Linked DNA regions of Anas platyrhynchos: region 2 is linked to region 1. A link is a contact called in public Hi-C data. All regions are on one chromosome and are shown on one strand. The core of a region is the stretch at or near the end of the contact, and the rest is flanking DNA. Distances in the headings are between cores, read along the strand shown.

What was found. A called contact is a pair of places that touch in the nucleus more often than the background predicts.
Region 2: a Hi-C map of F5 follicle shows a contact between it and region 1, with 1.9 times the contacts expected there. The contact joins two enhancer-like sites. A contact is called at or near these places in 2 of 8 Hi-C or Micro-C datasets (F5 follicle and small yellow follicle).

What each region holds. Positions count from the first base shown.
Region 1 is chr1:78,419,863-78,424,506 of IASCAAS_PekinDuck_T2T, forward strand. No RefSeq gene overlaps it. Among named protein-coding and RNA genes, the nearest start is that of NTF3, 95 kb to the right of the region's middle. Within about 2 kb of position 2,954, at least 4 of the 8 cell types and tissues checked have an H3K27ac peak or open chromatin away from gene starts, as enhancers often do. A contact at or near this core is called in F5 follicle and small yellow follicle, where this site is marked.
Region 2 is chr1:78,487,042-78,491,800 of IASCAAS_PekinDuck_T2T, forward strand. The region is part of intron 1 of NTF3 (neurotrophin 3); the gene reads right to left. All of the region lies in intron 3 of LOC119714168 (a long non-coding RNA gene), which reads left to right. Among named protein-coding and RNA genes, the nearest start is that of NTF3, 28 kb to the right of the region's middle. Within about 2 kb of position 3,105, at least 2 of the 8 cell types and tissues checked have an H3K27ac peak or open chromatin away from gene starts, as enhancers often do. A contact at or near this core is called in F5 follicle and small yellow follicle, where this site is marked.

The DNA of each region.
Region 1 (4,644 bases), core at 1,704-4,203:
TTTCATTGGAAACATTTCTGTCTTGGGCATTCTCAGGTTTTTCTTTTCCTGTGGTCTGAAATTTCTCACGTCTTGATAAAGGCTATGTGTGACTTATTGCAAATTTGAATCTGACCCTTTATGCTGCTGATGAAGCCATGCAAAAGCCTTAGGTATTACATTAAGTTTTGTAATGTAAGAAATATCAAAATGTTCTCTCCTGCAAAAGCAAGAAAGATTATGTGTGTGTTTTTGTCACACTGCTTATGGCTGTATCAGTGAGCAGATTGGCAGATAGAAGCAGTGAATCCAGTAACCCAAATGCCCACCTGACACGTTTGAGAAGTGGGTTACTTCATGTTAGTTCCAGACAGCTTCTGTGGATTGATTGTCTGGTCATAACAGGAAAGTTTCAAGTGTAGTTCTCAATTCCTCTTCCAGGTTGCATCCCTCCAGAAGGAATTTTGTTTGTGTGATCTGAGACCATACTACGGCGTAAACCAAAGAACAGTACGTAGACAATGAGGGCATCATGTACAAAAGTGTTCCAATCTAAAACACAGAGCAGAAATAAAAGAGAAAAATTAAGCCAGTAAAGGTATTTGCCAATGAATCCATATCAGTAGGATTAGTTCCCTCTTTTCTTTCCTGAATCTTTATATCTTTATTTCTGATATAAATTTTCATTGTTGAAAGTGAAGGAGATACCACACTTAGGCAGAAATAGATTGCTTCGGAACTAAAAACAAATAAAAAAAAAAAATAAAAAGGGTGTTATTATTAGGAAAGGACTATGCATGCCATTCCCCAGTTCAAAGGAATATTTAAAATGAGAAGTTGGGTTTCCATTCAAAGCCATCCTCTTTGATGCAGGATAAAGGCCTGCCTTCCATCCTTCAAACAACTGCAATATTTTCTCCTTTTACAGTCTTGTCCTCCCAGCTGCCTACATGCACTACCCTCCCCCAGATACAAGCAGATTATGAACTATGTAAAGTGACCCAAGTTGAAACCAAGGAGGAAAACAGGAAGTGCCAGGTGGCTAGAATATGAGATAGATACTGGTAAAATCAGAAGAGAACTATAGTGATAAAGAAGTATATAAAAATGGGGAAATGATGAATCAGAGTTCAGGCAAAACATCAAAATGGAGCATGCATTTGTTTGTCCATTTGTATTAAAGAATAAAGGCTTTGGCTCCTGGATCAGTAAGGTGGTTGGAAGGAAATCCACCTTTGAGGTGGCTTGAGACAAATTATTAGAAAGGATGAAGGTAAGATGATATAGAATTGCCTTGACAGTTTTGAGGTGTTCTTCACCTCTTAATTTACCAGCTATCAGGAATAACTGTAGGCAGCCAGCAGGGAAAAAAAAAAGAAAAGCATAGGCAGTGCAATAGTTCTGGGAAGAACTGTTGTTATACTGCTTACCTGAGCAATAGCCACTTTCCTTTTGAGCTCAGCTTGTTCTACCTAGGTGACTGAGGATTTTGAGGACAAAGACTGCCTCTATTCACCACTATTAACTTGGTCAAGAATTCTCAAAAATAATGTTTTTGTTTAAAAGTTATCTGGACTTAGTTAAGTGTTCCAGGGAAATGTTTTTTAATTAAATCGAGTAAGATCTGGCAGGGACATGAGGAGATGTTGGTCTGGAGCAGGCTGTTGGCCTTGGAGAAGCTAACAGCCCACAGCTCACCTTCCTCCTCTGAAATGAAACTCAGGTCCATGACTCTGCAGTGGCTCTTCATAAGGGTCAGTCCCTTTCACCCAGGAAGAGTGTTTAGTTATCTGTACAGCCTAACAAGAGCAATGAGTTTCTTAACTTAATGGCAAAGCATCTGGACAGAGAACAGGAAAGCCGGTATTTGAACAAGGGTGTCCTCTTGCTTTAACTAAGGATGTCAATTAAACACATTACTCAAAACTGCTTGGTAGGAAGTATGTGACTGACCTTTTACTGAATGAAGAAATTACATGGTTTCACTACAGTAGACAAACTTGTAATATGGAAACACTCTTTCAATGGAAAAAAGTCATCATCAGCTCTGTTTACTCTGTTATACTTCAGGTCTTACTGTAAAATAAACAGCAAATGTTAACTCCTGGAGATCAGAGTATATATGCCTCATTTATAGCAAGTTTCTGTGCTGTAATAAAGTGTGCTAAATCCTTCAACCAAGATCAAAATCTAACCATGTACTAAGCATGCAGTTAAGATAGCATTAATGTGTGTTATATTTAATTAATCAGAAAATTAATAAGCTCAAGTCGAACACTGATTCCTTTCTGGTAACTAATTATACACTTCTCATCTTGAAACAGTGCCAGATACATTTTTTTGCCCATCAGTTCTGGTACTTCATCCAATTTTGTTATTAGTGTTTAACTGTACATGCAGTGGGATTTAAGAAAGGAAATTTAGTGTCTTTTGCTGTCTATCTACATTATTTTATTTAAAAAAAAAAAAAAAGTCAAAATAAATGGCCTGCCTCATGGATAATTGGGTTGATCTTAAGTTTTGATCTTTAGTTTTTGATTTTCCAGAAAGTAGCACCTCTACAGTCTTCTATAAAGCTCATCTCTGGAAAATATTATGCTTTCTATCAGCTCACTTTGCCTCTCATGAGCTCATTCAAACTCCTACAGAACTACTTGTTCTTAAAGTCTTCAGTGTTTATATCTCAGTGTCAGGGCAGCAGAGATTCCTGAGTGATATTCCACGTATCCATTTTTGGGACAACTTTTAACTTGTTCGCTGGCAGCAGCAATTTTAGCCTAGGAGTATGTTATGCTTACAAAGTCCTTGCCATGAGTTTACAACCAAGAACACAGTGGAGAATGATAACAACAACAACAAAAGCAAACTACATTTTCCCCCCACAGGAAACTGTAGTTACAGTGATATGATGCATTGCCAGGCAGATATAACTAAGCCAGCTCTGAATGAAAACATAGATAATGGGAGCAGTGGACCATATCAGCTTGGTGCTCTAATATTTTGGTTAGGAAAAGCATTGCAAATCAGAGAGCTCAGTAGAGGGTAAGAGGCTGAGGCAGGCGCCCAAAATATCTTTTTGCACATTGCACACTGGCAACAAAAACAGTGTGCTTATTTAATGAAATAAAATAAATGCTTTCCCAGCTACAGAGGCTAGAAAGACACCATAGCATAACAGGATCCATCTGTGATCTTTCTTCATTGTTTTTCCTTATATTTGGTAATTTCAAAACTGGTGTATAGAGATTAGGCTTCTTTGTGATTTTGTATGGACTCTTCTTCTATAGGTGACAATTATTCTCCAAAATAATTATGTAGGATATCCATAATAACTATACAACCCCAAACTGGTTGCTGTCCATTGATGTATCTAATGAGAGCGACATGTCCATGATATGCTTCACCTAATACCCTTCCTAAATATCTCACTGTGCCTCCTGAAGGCCCTCCTGCTTCTCCTGAGTATCAGTGCTATCATTGCTAATGATATCCCAGTTGCCCCTGAAGTGCTAGAAAATGTTGTTTTGCTGGTCAAAGATATGAAAGCTGAAAACACAACAGTCATACGCTTTCAGACTGTACACCCATGTCAGGAAAGCCTTGTGAAAGAGCACCAAGCAACACTTTTGATTTTGAAAATATGTTGCCTGGAGGCCAGAAAAGAGAGTGAGGTCTGTTACCTTCAGTCCTTTGGAGATTTAGTGTATTTACTATTTGCCAGTCTGTTGGTACAGGTAGTTCATGTGCATACATGCAGGGACTATTGAAAAAGCTGTATTGCCTCTGGGTCTTGTTTCCATCAAAAGCATAAATTATGAATTTTCCCTTTGTCCTTTTACTTTTCTTCATGTCCTTTCATAATATAGCTCTGGTGACTGTCACCATTTTTTTCTGCCTTGGCCCATCCCTCTTGATGTTTGAGTCATTATTTTTTCCATTGTCTATCTGACATAAATAAATCACCTCTTCAGAAGTGTCCTTTTCCCAGGGCTCTTGTTTTACCAAGTGGTTTATGACTGAGACATTGGCATGGGAAGCACAGGTTTGTTCTTACTCTTTAGAATTGAAAAGAGTCACTTGAGGATCTATTCTGTTACCCCCATATAATCACACTCTGCTACCTGGAGATGCTTAGGATTGGAAACATCCCAATAGGGCTGTCAAATTTGACACAAGCCCTACAGGAGACCTGTGCCATTCTGTAAGGACAGCTGGAAGTGATATGGGTTAAGCTCAGAGATTTCAAATGAACAGAGACAAATAGATAAGGCTACTGACTCACCTTGGGGTTCTCCTTTTGCCCAGTTTCCTATCTGCACAGTTCTGTAAACAACACTCACATTTTGCAGCCAGCTGAGGGCTCCTCAGTAATATTGCACAAAACTGACTTTTGCTGCCTTACAGTTGAGAAGCTCCAGGATGGATGCTTCTGCCATAGGAAGTGTAAGAAGGGAGGTATGTGAAGGAACTGGAAGGGAACAAAAAGGAGAAAAGCCCTGGAAAATTGGATTTTCCAGACCATATGCCACAGGATATGTGAAATGCTGGGGGGTAAGTGAGTGTTGTTTCTTTGTGGGGCTGATTTCCCTGCAACAGATACTGACTTGCCGTGCAGATTGATGGATAAGTTGATTGAGGAGTTGAAAGGGTTGTTCAAGTGCATGG
Region 2 (4,759 bases), core at 1,855-4,354, 67 kb after region 1:
ATAACAACTAGTAACATTTTCATTAAAAACAGACTAAGCCTTGTCTTCATGTCAAAACCAATAAGCTGCAGAAGAGTAATTAAATGAATTTCAGCAACCCTATACCTCTTCATCTGGGAGAGAGAAGGGGAGGGATGGAGATATTTAATAAGCTAGCATCATTGCAACAGCTTGGTGTTTTTAAAAACACAGTGCCAAACTGCTAAAAGAGAAAATCTTTCATCTTTCTAATATATATATATAGTGGAGTGGGATGTTTCTTATTGCTGTATTGCTGTACACTCTGTGGAAGAGACTATCAAGAGAGAGAGCCTGAGCATTTCCAGTTCAACATGCATCTTCATTTTCTACTATACATAAGTTAGAAGTTTAAAAAGAACTGAAATAAAACAGATTTAGTTGTCTTAACTGTTATACTTTTAAAGGGAATACAAATGTTCCTTATGCTTTCTAAAAAAAAAAAAAAAAAAGGATAAACAACAATTATCAATTTTCTGTTTTATTTTTTTACAAGAAGTGATTGCAAGAGGGCGGGTGAAGTCTGCCAGTGATCTTGTTCTCATGTACCAGCTCTGGTATTGAACATAGTTTACATCTTCTACAGTGATTTGCCATTGTTTCCATCTTAACATCTGAAGGCTGCACTATCTCAGAAGACCACAACCCAAAGAACTGTAGAATTTTCTCTGTGTTGACATATCTTCCATGTTCTCTATTTTATTTTATTTTATTTTATTTTATTTTATTTTATTTTATTTTATTTTATTTTATTTTATTTTATTTTATTTTATTTTATTTATTTTATTTTATTATTTTATTTTATTTTATTTTATTTTATTTTATTTTATTTTATTTTATTTTATTTTATTTATTTTATTTTATTATTTTATTTTATTTTATTTTATTTTATTTTATTTTATTTTATTTTATTTTATTTTATTTATTTATTTTTATGTTTACAATGCTTTTATTTGACTCCAGTTGGCACGCCAAGAGATTACAGGCATCAAGTTTCACCTCACAAATCGTAATAGCCATAAGGACTGTATTTAATGAAGTGAATCCCACCTCAAAAGAATGAGACTGCTTTTGCTATATTATTATGATAATCAACAGTTAAGTTGGCATTTGCCAGCCGTAACCACAGATGTCATCTTTGAAGTGTGAGAAAAACAGCACTAATGTCAAATACCACAGTGTGGGAACACTTGGCATACACCACCAGCTTAAGAAAATCAAGAATTTGGCTATGCTCCTGGAAGATACTGTGGTTGAAGTGACATAAATATATAATTAGGAGAATCCATACATCAACAGGAACTGCACCCACTTTAATGTTAAAGTGATGGGGAAAGCACAACATTTTTCATTGTTCTTCACTTCTTCTGACATAGAGGTATCTGAGGCAAACACATATCTGACTTTGATTTTAAGAAGACTCCTGGGAGGGTATCCTTTAGATTTCAACTCCATGTGTACAATAAGCAGAGCCTGCACAGCAATGCCTTTGAGCCATGAACCACCATTAAATCACTGTCCAGTAGTAGTGTTCATATTTGGCTAGTGTATGTCTTGCTCAGTTCCAGTACAGTAAGTTCAATAGGCTTGGAGCTGAACTGCAGTACAGCCATTAATCAAAAACCCTATAAAATTGAGTTCCAGGAATTTATAAATATATAATACAAATATGAGCTGTGGGATTTTTTCTGTAAACACTCCATCTCAGAAATGCTTCATGTCTCCCCAAGCACCATAACTTCACCAGCTAGCATAGATAGTTCTAGCTCTTAATTTCTATGTACAACAGCGTTGTCTTGCTTTGTATCCCTGCTTTTCAGTTCACAGTCATTGTGAAGGGGAGAGAGCAAGAGGACATCTCACCACCACAGAAGCCTACCTGTTTTTTTTCATTGGACAAACAGGGCATGACCTTGTAAGTCAAGGACCAACATCCTGTGTTTTTTCTGGAATAAGGGAACAGGACTGAATCTTCCCACCCACTTGCCAGCAGCCATGAAATATCAGTTCAGTGCAACTCCAAAGTCCTTAGGAATCTCTCCATTAACTTTATTTGGATTGATCTATGGGGTACTAATAATTTAACTTTAAGACTGGACAGAAAATAAAGCACTATTTTGCTTTTTCTAAAGGAATGTTCTCTCTGTTTTATGCTTTCCTTTTATATGAAAACTTCCTTTGCTCTTCTTCACTGCCATTCTACTTTAAATACCCCATTTTTATCTGTCTTAGACAGAAATCTGAAACTGGAAAGTGTCCCCTTTGTTTCTATCTCCTACTGAGACCACTTGACTAGACCTTGCAAAGTGTTGATAAGCGATCCTTTTGGAGAGGAGGAGTTGAAAATGGAGATCACTCTCTTGGCCTTTCAGGAGTAACGTGAAAGACTTTCCCAGTGAACTGATTTGCTTACATATACTTTGAAATGTTACGTTTTGTCTTCTCTTAGGCCAGACTATGTTGTGATGGCATAAATACATGCTGGTCTCTGAAAAAGTTCTGTAAAGTAGAGTTACTTGAGTTTTCTTATGGATGTTTTTTATTGTTTTTATTTTATTATTTTATTTTATTTTATTTTATTTTATTTTATTTTATTTTATTTTATTTTATTTTATTTTATTTTATTTTTACTTCTAGTTTGTCATAAGACCATGCCTCAGTAATTTATAAACCACTTAAAACATTCATTGTAGACTAAGTAAATGGAAGTAATGTTTAATTGTTCATTTTTTAGTGGTGATGCAGAATGTAATACTGCATATGCAGTTTACAAGGCTCCACCACTAGCATTTGGACTCCATTTTAAACTTATAAATCAAGTGCTAAGTATAGTGCTTGTTTGTATCTGTGAAATATTTCCTTCTCGTTTGTTCTTATCAACCTCTAGTAATGATATATACATATGTCATGTAAGACAGTAAATATGCAGAAGTTCCAAGGAAAATTTCAGTGCCATATCTCTGCTGATTAATGTTTGAAACTAGCATAAAAGCTAGAACAAAGATAACCTTTAGCATAGTCTAGAGGAATGAACACAGCAGATAAATACTCTCCTATGGAAAGTGCAACAGCAGAACTGATATGCCACCCAGACTCCATTTCGAGGATTACAGACACTTGTGTTCTCCTCTAGCCTTGTTTGTTCATTCCAAGGTGTATTTAGTTCAGTCTGGTAGGCGGGAAATTACATTTTTTGTCTTCATTTTACTGCCAGCTGTAAGCTAAACCATGCTTCTTGAAGGCTGTAGCAATGAATTCATTAAATATTGGAATCTAGGGTCACTGTGCTCGTCTGTCACTGTAAGTCCATGACTCTATTTTCTGCAGTTGTGCTCTGTGGACAAAGAGCCTTTCCTACATGATGCAACTGTGAGAATTAACAGCTGAGGATTTGCACAGTGCTGTGGACACTAGCACTACTAAAGCAAGAAGAAATGGAGAAGGACCATAATTGTATACCTGAGGGTAAAAGCGTGAACACTGCAATTCAGTGTAAGAACACAATCATAGAATGGTTTGGGCTGGAAGGAACCCTTAAGGATCATCTAATTCCAACCCCCCTGACAAGGGCAGGGACACCTTCCACTAGAGCAGGTTGCTCAAAGTGCCATCCAACTTGGCTTTAAACACTTCAGGGAGGTGCAGCTACAATTTCTCTGGACAACATGTTCCAGTGCCTCACCAAACTCTGAGTAAAGAATTTCTTCCTTATATCTAATCTAAATCTACCCTTTTTTAGTTTAAAGCCATTACCCCTTGTCCTATCACTATGCCCCCTGATAAAGAGTCTCTCTCAAGCTTTTCTGTAGGCCCCCTTTAGATACTGGAAGGCTGCTATAAGGTGTCCCCAGAACGTTCTCTTTTCCAGGCTGAACAAGCACAAGTCTCTCAGCCTATCTTCATAGGAGAGGTGCTCCAGCCTTCTGATTAACCTTGTGGCCCTCCTCTGGATTTGCTCCACCATGTCCATTTCCTTCCTGTGCTGGAGGTCCTGAAGCTGAACACAGTACTCCAGGTGGGGGTCTTAAGAGAACAGTGTAGAGGGTTAGAATCATTTCTCTTGACCTGGTGATCACTTTTTAAAAATTATTTTATTTTTTATGCAGATCATAGTATAGAGGAAAGATATTAACAAACTGTCTAGCAACCTCATGTTACTGTTTCAGTGAAATTCTGTTACTAACATATACAGGTTAAAGACTACAAACCAGACTTATGTTTGTGTTTCTAAGTGGCTATTTCATAAGGAAATAATAAAATATGAGCCAAGACAGCATCACCAGGATAAATGTTTTCAGAAAGCCCTCAATACAGCAGACATTCTAGTAAAGACCATTTGCCTTTTAATTGTCACAGCGAGCTAAGGGACAGACTTAGGTGCCCATAAACTAGTGTCTTGTGATTTGACATGCCCAAGGGGATTCAGTGTAGCTTCCAATAAGGCACATTGCCCTGGAAAAGCATGGGTCTTTGATAAACCGGAACTAGATTTGTATGGATGTTTCAGGCATTTCAAATATCTCTTAGATACTAACACAAGTTAACTTCTCCCTGACAGTATATGAAAATGAATCCTAATGAGATTGTATCTAGCAGCATATATCCAGTATTCTTGCTTTATGGTCCAGTGATATTTGTTATATAGCATTGACCAGCTACTATGCATGAGAGAAGTCATAGTTCATTTAGACCAGATCTTGTTTGTCATGTAAGCTTCCTGCATTGAGAAGGTGCTCAATTT